2 separate regions of the Sus scrofa genome follow, and region 1 is linked to region 2. A link is a contact called in public targeted proximity ligation data. All regions are on one chromosome and are shown on one strand. The core of a region is the stretch at or near the end of the contact, and the rest is flanking DNA. Distances in the headings are between cores, read along the strand shown.

Region 1 (4,624 bases), core at 220-2,719, 530 kb after region 2:
AGCTGGCTTCTCTGTAGAAAGTGATAGGCTGATCCTAAAATTTATACAGAATTACAAGAGACCCCCCCCCAAAAAAACTCAAAACAATTTTGAAAAAAAGGAGTAAAGTTGGAGGACTACACTTTTCAACTTCAAAACTTCCTGCAAAGCAGCAGCTACAAGACAATGTGCTGATGGCAGAAGGATAGGCATACAGAATTCTATCAATGGAATAGAATTAATTGAGAGTCCAAAAATAAACTTGTATGTCAATGGTCAACTGATTTTCAACAATGAGGTACCAAGACTATTAATGAGGGAAGAATGATGCTGGGACAACTGGACAGCCACATACAAAAGAATGAAACTGGACCATTAGTCAAGCCATCTACAAAAATTAATTCAAAAATGGATCTAAATATAATAGCTAGAGCTGTGAAACTCCTAGGAAAAAATATAGGAATAAATTTGCATGACCTTAGATTTGACAATAGATTCTTAGGTATGATCAAAAACACATGTAACAAAAGAGAAAATAGATAACCGGACTTCACCAAATAAAAAACTTCTATATTTTAAAGAACACTATCAATAAAGTAAAAAGACAACTCACAGAATGGGAAGAAATATAAATCATACATTTGATTTTGGACTTGCATCCAGAATATATAAAGAACTCTTACAACTCAAAAATAGAGACAGAAATAACTCAATTTGAAAATGGGCAAAGGATCCAAATAGACATCTCTCCAATACAAATGTCCAAAAAGCACATGAAAATATACTGCACTTCATTAGTCATCAGAAAATGCGAATCAAAACCATGATATCAATTTGTACACAAACGTTCAGAGCAATATTTCTTAATAATATCCAAATAATAATTTATTAATAATAACAACCCAATGTCCAGCAACAATGAATGCATAGATAAGATGTGGTACATTCAAACAATGGAATATGATGTAGTCATAAAAAATAGAGCAATTGACTGGAAGGGGTTAAAAAGAAATCTAGGTTAGTTATCAAAAATAAAACCTAGAGTTCCCACTGTGGCTCCATGGTTAACAAACCCAACCAGTATCCATGAGGACACAGGTTCAATCCCTGGCCTCGCTCAGTGGGTTAAGGATCTGTAGTTGCTGTGAGCTGTGACGTAGGTCGCAGACACGGCTCAGATCCTGCATTGCTCTGGCTGTGGTGTAGGCCTGTAGCTGTAGCTCCGATTGGACCCCTAGCCTGGGAACCTCCATATGCTGTGGGTGTGGCCCTAAAAAGACAAAAAAAAAGTAAAACCCCATCAAGGGATATAATGAAACATTAATGAAATCATTTTAAATCAATCATTATGGCAGATAGTGCTAGAATGCAGGGGAAGGGGAGATTCAAATGTCAACAAAGCTTCCTCTCAACTTCAGTCTAGGCATCAGTGCAGGCTCTTAAAGCCCTTCAAAGAAGTTCACACAAAGAATGCCTCTTGCACTTGGTCACATGCAAAACTGAAGCAAGAAGCACATCTATTTGGTGCTTCCCCAAGGGCCTTCTCCAAACTGGGTTCATAACTCCCACCCACAGGGAGAAAGCCAGGGCCTGAAGCAGCACCAAGAGACAAGCAAATTAGCATTTCCAAGGTCAACTGCTGACAGGCCTAATTGTTTACAGCAACTAGAGTGTTCTGGCTGCTTAAGAGGCTTACTCCCTCTAGCTTGCTCAAGACCAAAAGAAACTAAATTACCACATCAGCTACAAAATATGAAAGTAGTGTAGGTGTGGAGTCAAATCAGCATGTGACATTTCAAACAGAAGCAAATATTAATAGGATCTGCAGAAGTAAGTTTAAGCTGGTTAAACAATTTGGGGAAAAACCTAAAATACCAATCACGCCAGTGGTAGAGGGCGACTAATACAAAGAGAAAAAAGAGAAAGGAAAAAACAGAAATCGGTAAATAGTATTATCTTGTTTTACTAACTGGTTCAATGTGAATATCACCAAAACCTCTAAAAAGCTACAAAACTGATTGATTTAACTACCCTTAAAATTTCTTGATAGAGTCACTGAAAAGTGAAATACCCTCTCTACTTGCTATTACAGTTGCCATTTGCCACATGCAGTGGCAATTAGGCATTTGAAATTTGGCTAGTCTGGATTGAGATCCATCATAAGATTTTGAACTTGGAACCTGGCACAAAAAAAAGAATGTAAATGTAAAAATAACTCAATTTTAATACTGATTACATACTGAAATAATATTCTAGGCACATTAGATTAGATAAAACATTACTGAAATTAATTCCTACTCTTCTTGCCTTTTGTAATGAGGACGGTGGAATATTTTAAGTTACATACGCGGCTCACATTATATTTTTATTGGACAGTGCTGCTACATATAAATATAACTTTCCACTTATATAGAACACACAATTTCAGTTATAAAGCACAGAAAGAAGAGGGATAAATAAGTCTGGATAATAAAATAATTTTCTCTAGAATAATCAAATTGGTTTCATCTGTTAATCACCAATCAAATAAAAGCATGTTTCTGCTTACTGAAAGACAAACTTCAATGTCTTTTAAAAAGCCTTGATGTTTCAAAAATGATCCTAAGTCTGTTCTACCTCTGCCATGAATTGTACTCTTTGCCTAGAATTAAACTAGTCTTAATTGTTTTCAATGATCATACGTATAATACAAAATGCTAGTTTAATTTTAAAATCTGATCGAGCGACACCATTTCAGTTCTTTCTGTAGCGGTCATTTTCACATTCTATTAGATCATTGAAACCTAAGCCACGTCTCTGATTCAAAGATTTAAAAAAAAAAAAAAAAAAGTAGAAATCAACTCAAATGTTATTCTAAAAAAAAAAAAAAAAATTGTTATTCTCCAGCATCTAGAAAAACCGAGGCAGTACTCAGGTACTATACAGATTCTGTTTTAGAAATCTAAAAGATGACTCATTTACTATTTCAAAAAGTGACACCTTAATATGGATGGGAGAGCTCAGCAAACAGGAGAGCAGAGCAAGCAATTATTTCCACACATGCCATCATGTGGAGAAACCAAGCCAAATTTCAGGTTGGTACAGTCAGTGGAAGAAAGAAAATCTGGAGGTGTTGGAATGGTTGGAAATTTATGGAGTGAGAGTGGTAACATGAGGTGAGGTGAGGCCAAGAGCAGCCCAAGCTCTCCTCTCCAGAGCCCTTAAAAAGGAAACTGCTCAACTTTCTGACGAAGGAAGCCAAGAGGAAAGAAAAACACATTTCACACTTTTTAACATCCCCAAACTATTCGCCACACAACTGGCCCGCTGAGAGAATTACACCTACTGTTGATACATCTTTTTAAAGTGGCTTTTAAAAGTTATCAACCACAAAATCAAGAGGCACCAACTTAGAATAGTAAATAATAAATATGAGACACATATATCGCTGGTAAGTAAATGAACTGAGTAACCTGGATAACTGGAAATGAAGCTGGTGGAAATGAGAGGTATATTCCTCATTTCTAGAAGAGCTGATCTTAAAACGTTGTGATCTCAATAGCCTCACAGTTTTTCTGGTCTGAACTAAACATTTTTTTTTTTTGGTACTTTTAGATATATGGAATAATTCAGGCTCCAAGCTACTGAATTCCAATAATTTAGTTACTGTACCTTTTATACAATCCTGAACCCTGCAATTAACAGATCAGTTACGCCCCGACAGCTACCTCATAAGAAGTGTTCTGATGCCATCTAGTGGCTTATGTTTCTCATCAAAGGGGAGATGATTAAACCAAAATGTGGTCCTTGGGCGAGCAGCATCGGCGTTACCTGGGGAACTTGTTAAAAGTGCAAATTCTTCAACTTATCCCACATCTCTTGCAACTTTAGTGGTGGTGGCCAGAAATCTGTGTTTTAACAGCTCTCTAAGTCATTCGTCCCAAGTTTCAGAACCACTGGATTAACCAGTCCTTACATAAAAATTAAGTGCAAAGTCTTCAAAAAATTAGGTTCCCCAATTAACGAAAGTGCTCAATTTCTAATTTTGGAAAGCAACTTAGTTTTCTGTATTCTGGATCCAAATATCTGTATTTAAAGAATGTTGTTAAAAGCCATTTACTAACATATTAATACACACATTTAACACCTGATGAGCATCAAATGAGCCCCAGCCTCTGAAAATATCAGATGCAACCCTGAGGTCTGTGCCCTGAGGAAACCCAGTTCAAAGGAAGACCATTACAGACATTAAATAAATAAATAAATAAATGCAAAAAGCCCTGTGAAACAAAGGAAAATAATTAAGTGGTATCGGGAAATCAGGTTTTGGCATCTTAAGGGGCTCAGCTGAAAAGCGGGAACACATGAAAAGCCAAGGAGGTAGAACACTGGTGACTTTTAAATTAAGAGCCATCTACCCTAATGATGATAGACACCAAGACAAGAGTCTACTGTTTACATCTGCTCCTGTGAAGCTATGTTATGAAGTAATCAAGAGAGAAGCAGATCTGGTGAAGCCTGGTTAAACTGTTTATTTTCTATTGTGGTCTTAGAGGAAAACTGGATTTTTTTTTTTTGGTCTTTTTGCCATTTCTTGGGCCGCTCCCGAGGCATATGGAGTTTCCCAGGCTAGGGGTCGAATCGGAGCTGTACCCGCCGGCCGACA
Region 2 (4,893 bases), core at 1,364-3,863:
TGGGATTGTAGCTGGCCTAGTGGAATTATTCAGTAAATAAGTTAAGGTTAGATTTGATCTGATTTGTTTTAAGAATACAGAGCAAAGATGATCTTTTTTCAGACCTCCTTCAGTATTGAGTAATTTCAATGTATTTGTCTCAGAAACCCTCTTCTCCTCACCCACCTCATGCAAATATCTCTTGCAAATGGTTTTCAAACAGACGTAGGTTAGAGCTCCACTTCAAATCCTTTCTAACTGAATAGGCTTGAGCTATTTAAAATCTCTAAGCTTCTATTTCGTCTTGGGTAAAATAAGGGTAATAATAATATATTTAGCTCATAGAGAGGGTCCGTAGATTAAATGAGATAAATGCATATATGGTCCTTAGCAGAGATCCCAGCACAAACCAAACACTCAATATCATTTTTATTGTTTGCGGGCCACCGCCTGCCCACCAGCCTGTCTTACATCTCTCAATCCCAGCAGTGGGCACAAATTACACTCTAAATGGGCTGTGCACGATAGTAATAAAATGAATTTTCTCTAACTTCGAACGATGCCAAAGGGACTGTAACTACAGGAGGAAAGATGAGCGGTTTCTCCTCCTCAGTAATAACACATTTGCTGCATCGGGACACGTTCAGAAAGTTGAAGAGGAAAATCCTGCAACTTCTTCTGAGGTCAGGACACGGGGATTCCTCTGGTGTGTAGCACCCAGAAAGATCTGTCCCAGATGGAGCAGGCTGGTACATCTCTCTGAATCACCATCATCTGCTCTTTCATTTTTGGCTTCACCATCTAAGCGTTTGGACCAACACTTGGCTTCATCATCTAAGTGTTTGGACCAACACAAAAGATTGTTTTGCAAGATATAAAAGAGTACCAATTTGAGGGAGGTTAAGAACCCTACTAGTAACCACGAGGATGCAGGTACGATCCCTGACCTCACTCAGTGGGTTAAGGATCTGGCGTTTCTGCAAGCTGCAGCACAGTTCACAGATGTGGCTCAGATCCCATGTTGCTGTGGCTGTGGTGTGGGCTGGCAGCTGCAGCTCCAATTACACCCCTAGCCTGGGAACTTCCATATGCCTCGGTGCAGCCATAAAAAGAAAAAAAAAAAAAAAAAAAAAAAAAAAGGAGTACCAATTTAAGTCCAGTTTGTTTCCAGGCCTGAGTAAAAGCACAGCAAAGGAGCTATTACGACACCTGTCAGCGAGAGATTAGGCTGGCCATTGAGATGCAAGCCCTGTTCCCTCTCTCCTGGCCTGTAGAGTTCATTGCAACCCATGGCCAAGCCCTTCTGATCGGAACTTCCCCAGGGGATTTAGTTCTGTGAACCCTGGAAAAGCAGCTACCTACCCTAGGGAAATTATCCAGATGAACACCCCTAACGGTGGCGTTCTCCAATTGAAGAGGCTTTGGTGCCCAGGAAAGTAAACGAGAACATACAGGCCACTAGGATTGGATGCCTTTGAGAACCGTGAAAGGAGTGGGAAAATTCTAAGGGCTTTCATTTGGACACTGGAGTCTCCCGTGAAGTACTGTCTACAGTTTACAATGAGCCTGGAAATCTGTTCTAAGACTGCTGGGTGCAACGATTATGCTGTACATTAAGAGACATACCACACACACACACACACATACACGCACTCATTAGCCACCACTTAAAACATTTTGCTTTTCTTCCCATGTATGACATCTACTGAGAGCCCTGCTAATGATCTACTCTCCCTAGTTTGACACAGTCTCTAGGATTTGCAAAAAGACTATGTTATGAATGAAACAAAATAATCCCCAATATTTGGACACAAAAGTATTTTCATATATCTGATGAGTCGTGTCATACAAACATTGCAGCTTAAATTGCAAACCACCCCCATTCCAATACTCCTATCCCCCTTCCTCTGACATACTGTATTTTCTGTATATACGTGTTTAGGTTTTTCTTTGTTTTGCCCAAACAGAATGTAAGCTCCATGAGGGGGTTGGGTAGGGTATTTTCCTAATTTCATTTACTGCTCTCTCCATAGGGGCCAGAGTAGTTCCTGGTCCCTGCTTGGCACTTGCATAGATCAGGGTCCAATCAGGAGACAGAAACCATGCCAGCAGTTGAAACAGAGAATTAAATTTTTTTTTTTTTTTTGCTTTTTGCTTTTTAGGGCTGCACATGTGGCATATGGACATTCCCAGGCTAGGGGTCCAATATGAGTTGCAGCTGCCAGCCTACACCACAGTCACAGCAACACCAGATCCCAGCCAAGTCAGTGACCTAAACTGCAGCTCACAGCAACGCCAGATCCTTAACCCACTGAGCGAGGTCAGGGATCAAACTTGCATCCTCATGGATACTAGTTAGGTTCATAACCAGCTGAGCCACAGCGGGAACTCCCAAGAATTAAAATTTTAAATTGTTAACCAGCCAAAAAGTTATTAACTAGATAACTAAAAGAATAAAAAGAATTCTAAAGTAACCACCTAGGGCTGGGTTAACCAAGGGAAGAGGTTGAAATAATTATTAAAACTTGGAAACTCGGAGAAAGGGCCCCATGGAGCTGCAGCTCTGAGAAGGCTGCCTGCTGGGCTGAGGCTGGCGTCTGGGCGGGGCCCAGAGGAAGTTGCTGTGGGCCTGAGACTCAGATCTGAAGCGGGGCATGGCCTGACTGACGTCTTGGAGGCGGGGCATGATGAGGCTGAATTCAAGGCAAACAGGATTCCAGCGCTGCCACCTGGGGGCGCTGCTGCATCCAGGAGATGCGCACAGAACCACAGAACAGTGAATCATAGGAAGCCCCAGAGACCTGCCAGCGAGAGGCGATTCCCCTCTTCCCCATCCAGCCTTGCAGAGAGATCTCAATGCTAAGAAGGGAGGTGTTTCTGTCCCAGAATCTCCATGCTAAGTTAGAAGGGAGGTGTTTCTGCTTAAAACAATAACTTAATAAAGTTATTTGTAAAGATTTCTATAAGAAAGAAATGAAAGGGAAAAAGAAGGAAGAACAGACAGACCGCGGGACATTGCTGACAAAAGATAACCCCGTGGCATTTAAAGTAAGAATAATAATAGTACCTGCCAGTTATTTTTCTCTAACACTGTGCTCAGCTCTTTAGCTTTACTTTCTTGTCTCCTGACAGCTCTGTGATACTGGACTTATTATTCTCGTTTTATACATGAGAAAACGGAGAGCTAGAGCGGTTTAAGTACCTGCTCAAGGTCACAGGGCTAATAAATCCTGGAGTGGGGATTTGAACCTACAGATATTTAGTATTAAAGCCCTTCCTCCTTCTCGTCTCCTTCTTCATGCTCATTGGCTAAAGTGTATCTGGAAAGTTAGCACTTCAAAAACCCAGGAATACCTAGAGAAAGAGAGGATGTGAACTATGAAGGGGTGTGTGTGTGTGTGTGTGTGTGTGTGTGTGTGTGTGTGTAGACTCCAGGTCAGCTGTTAAGGTAACCCTGTCTATAGCCATGTGACTATGAGGCCTGGGGACACTAAATTACTCTTTTTTCATCAAAGACTTTAGCTAAGGAGGGAGTTCCCGTCGTGGCGCAGTGGTTAACGAATCCGACTAGGAACCATGAGGTTGCGGGTTCGGTCCCTGCCCTTGCTCAGTGGGTTAACGATCCGGCGTTGCCGTGAGCTGTGGTGTAGGTTGCAGACGAGGCTCGGATCCCGCGTTGCTGTGGCTCTGGCGTAGGCCGGTGGCTACAGCTCCGATTCAACCCCTAGCCTGGGAACCTCCGTATGCCGCGGGAGCAGCCCAAGAAATAGCAACAACAACAAAACAACAACAAAAAAGACAAAAGACAAAAGACAAAAAAAAAAAAAAAGACTTTAGCTAAGGAAAGAAAGAAATGAAGAATGAAAGAAAGAAGAAGCAAGACTAGGAAAGAAAGGGAGGAGGGGGGTAGGGGAGAAGAAAGGGGGGTGAAGAGGACAGGGAAGGAGAGGCCCAAGGGGAGGGGACCAAAGCCCTCCTGCCAGTTACACGTAGCCATGGGCACCAGCCTCTCCGCAAGTAGAGAACTGCCTGAGACAGTCAACTTTTCTTCCTTCCTCTCAACCAGAGCAAAAAAAAACTGTAATGACGTTATTTGCTGCCCCCAGTAAGTCCCTTAACTGACAGCTCTTAGGCTAAGCTTCTCGCAAATATAGGAAAGGCCAAGCCTAGCAATCAGCACAATTAATTGAAACGCCAACTTGAAGTTCACTAGATGAGTGCCGCCGAATCACAGTCATTACTGGTGATTAAACGTTATGCAAAAAGATCCATGGAAAGACACAGGTTTAGCAATAGACTTTAGCCCTACCCACACTGTGGGAGAAGCCAGAGCAAGATGACACTGGATGGAAAAGCTGGGGTGGAAGCAGAACAGCTATTGGCTTGGGGGTTAGCGGAACACAGACAGATGCGGCAGAATGGATTGGGGCCAGCTGTCAGGAAGCTGGTAGTAAGAGCACAGAGGTGCCTCCTTGCTTTCCTAGAGGGTCTCTTCATCAGAGTAGTGGAGTAGACCCAGGAATCAGATCTTAGTGCCAGTCATGGCTCTATCTCTTTTCTAACCTGTGAAGCAAAGCTCATACATCTATACTTTAGAACTTCCATGAGGATAAATTAATAAGTAACTTAAACACCGAGATGAATGCCTGGCTGTTACTCCATAATAGATAATGTCTACCATCAATCAGTCAACCCATAACCAATCAACAAATGTTTGTTGCAAATGTACTATTTACAGAAACTTTTTTTTTCAGCTCTTTTCGTTTTTTTTTTTATGTTTATTGAAATATAGTTGGTTTACAATGTTGTGTTAGTTTTGGGTATACAGTGTAGTTCCTTGTGCTATGCAGTAGGTCCTTGTTCTAGATTTTTATATAGTCACGTGAGAACAAAGCAGCAAGAGAACAAAGAGGC

The links.
Region 1: a targeted proximity ligation map of alveolar macrophages shows a contact between it and region 2. A contact is called at or near these places in 1 of 47 Hi-C or Micro-C datasets (embryonic fibroblasts) and 1 of 2 datasets of targeted methods (alveolar macrophages).

The regions. Positions count from the first base shown.
Region 1 is chr4:14,573,057-14,577,680 of Sscrofa11.1, forward strand. The region is part of intron 2 of NSMCE2 (E3 SUMO-protein ligase NSE2); the gene reads right to left. Among named protein-coding and RNA genes, the nearest start is that of WASHC5, 23 kb to the right of the region's middle.
Region 2 is chr4:14,045,313-14,050,205 of Sscrofa11.1, forward strand. The region is part of intron 7 of LOC102165543 (a long non-coding RNA gene); the gene reads left to right. Among named protein-coding and RNA genes, the nearest start is that of TRIB1, 250 kb to the right of the region's middle.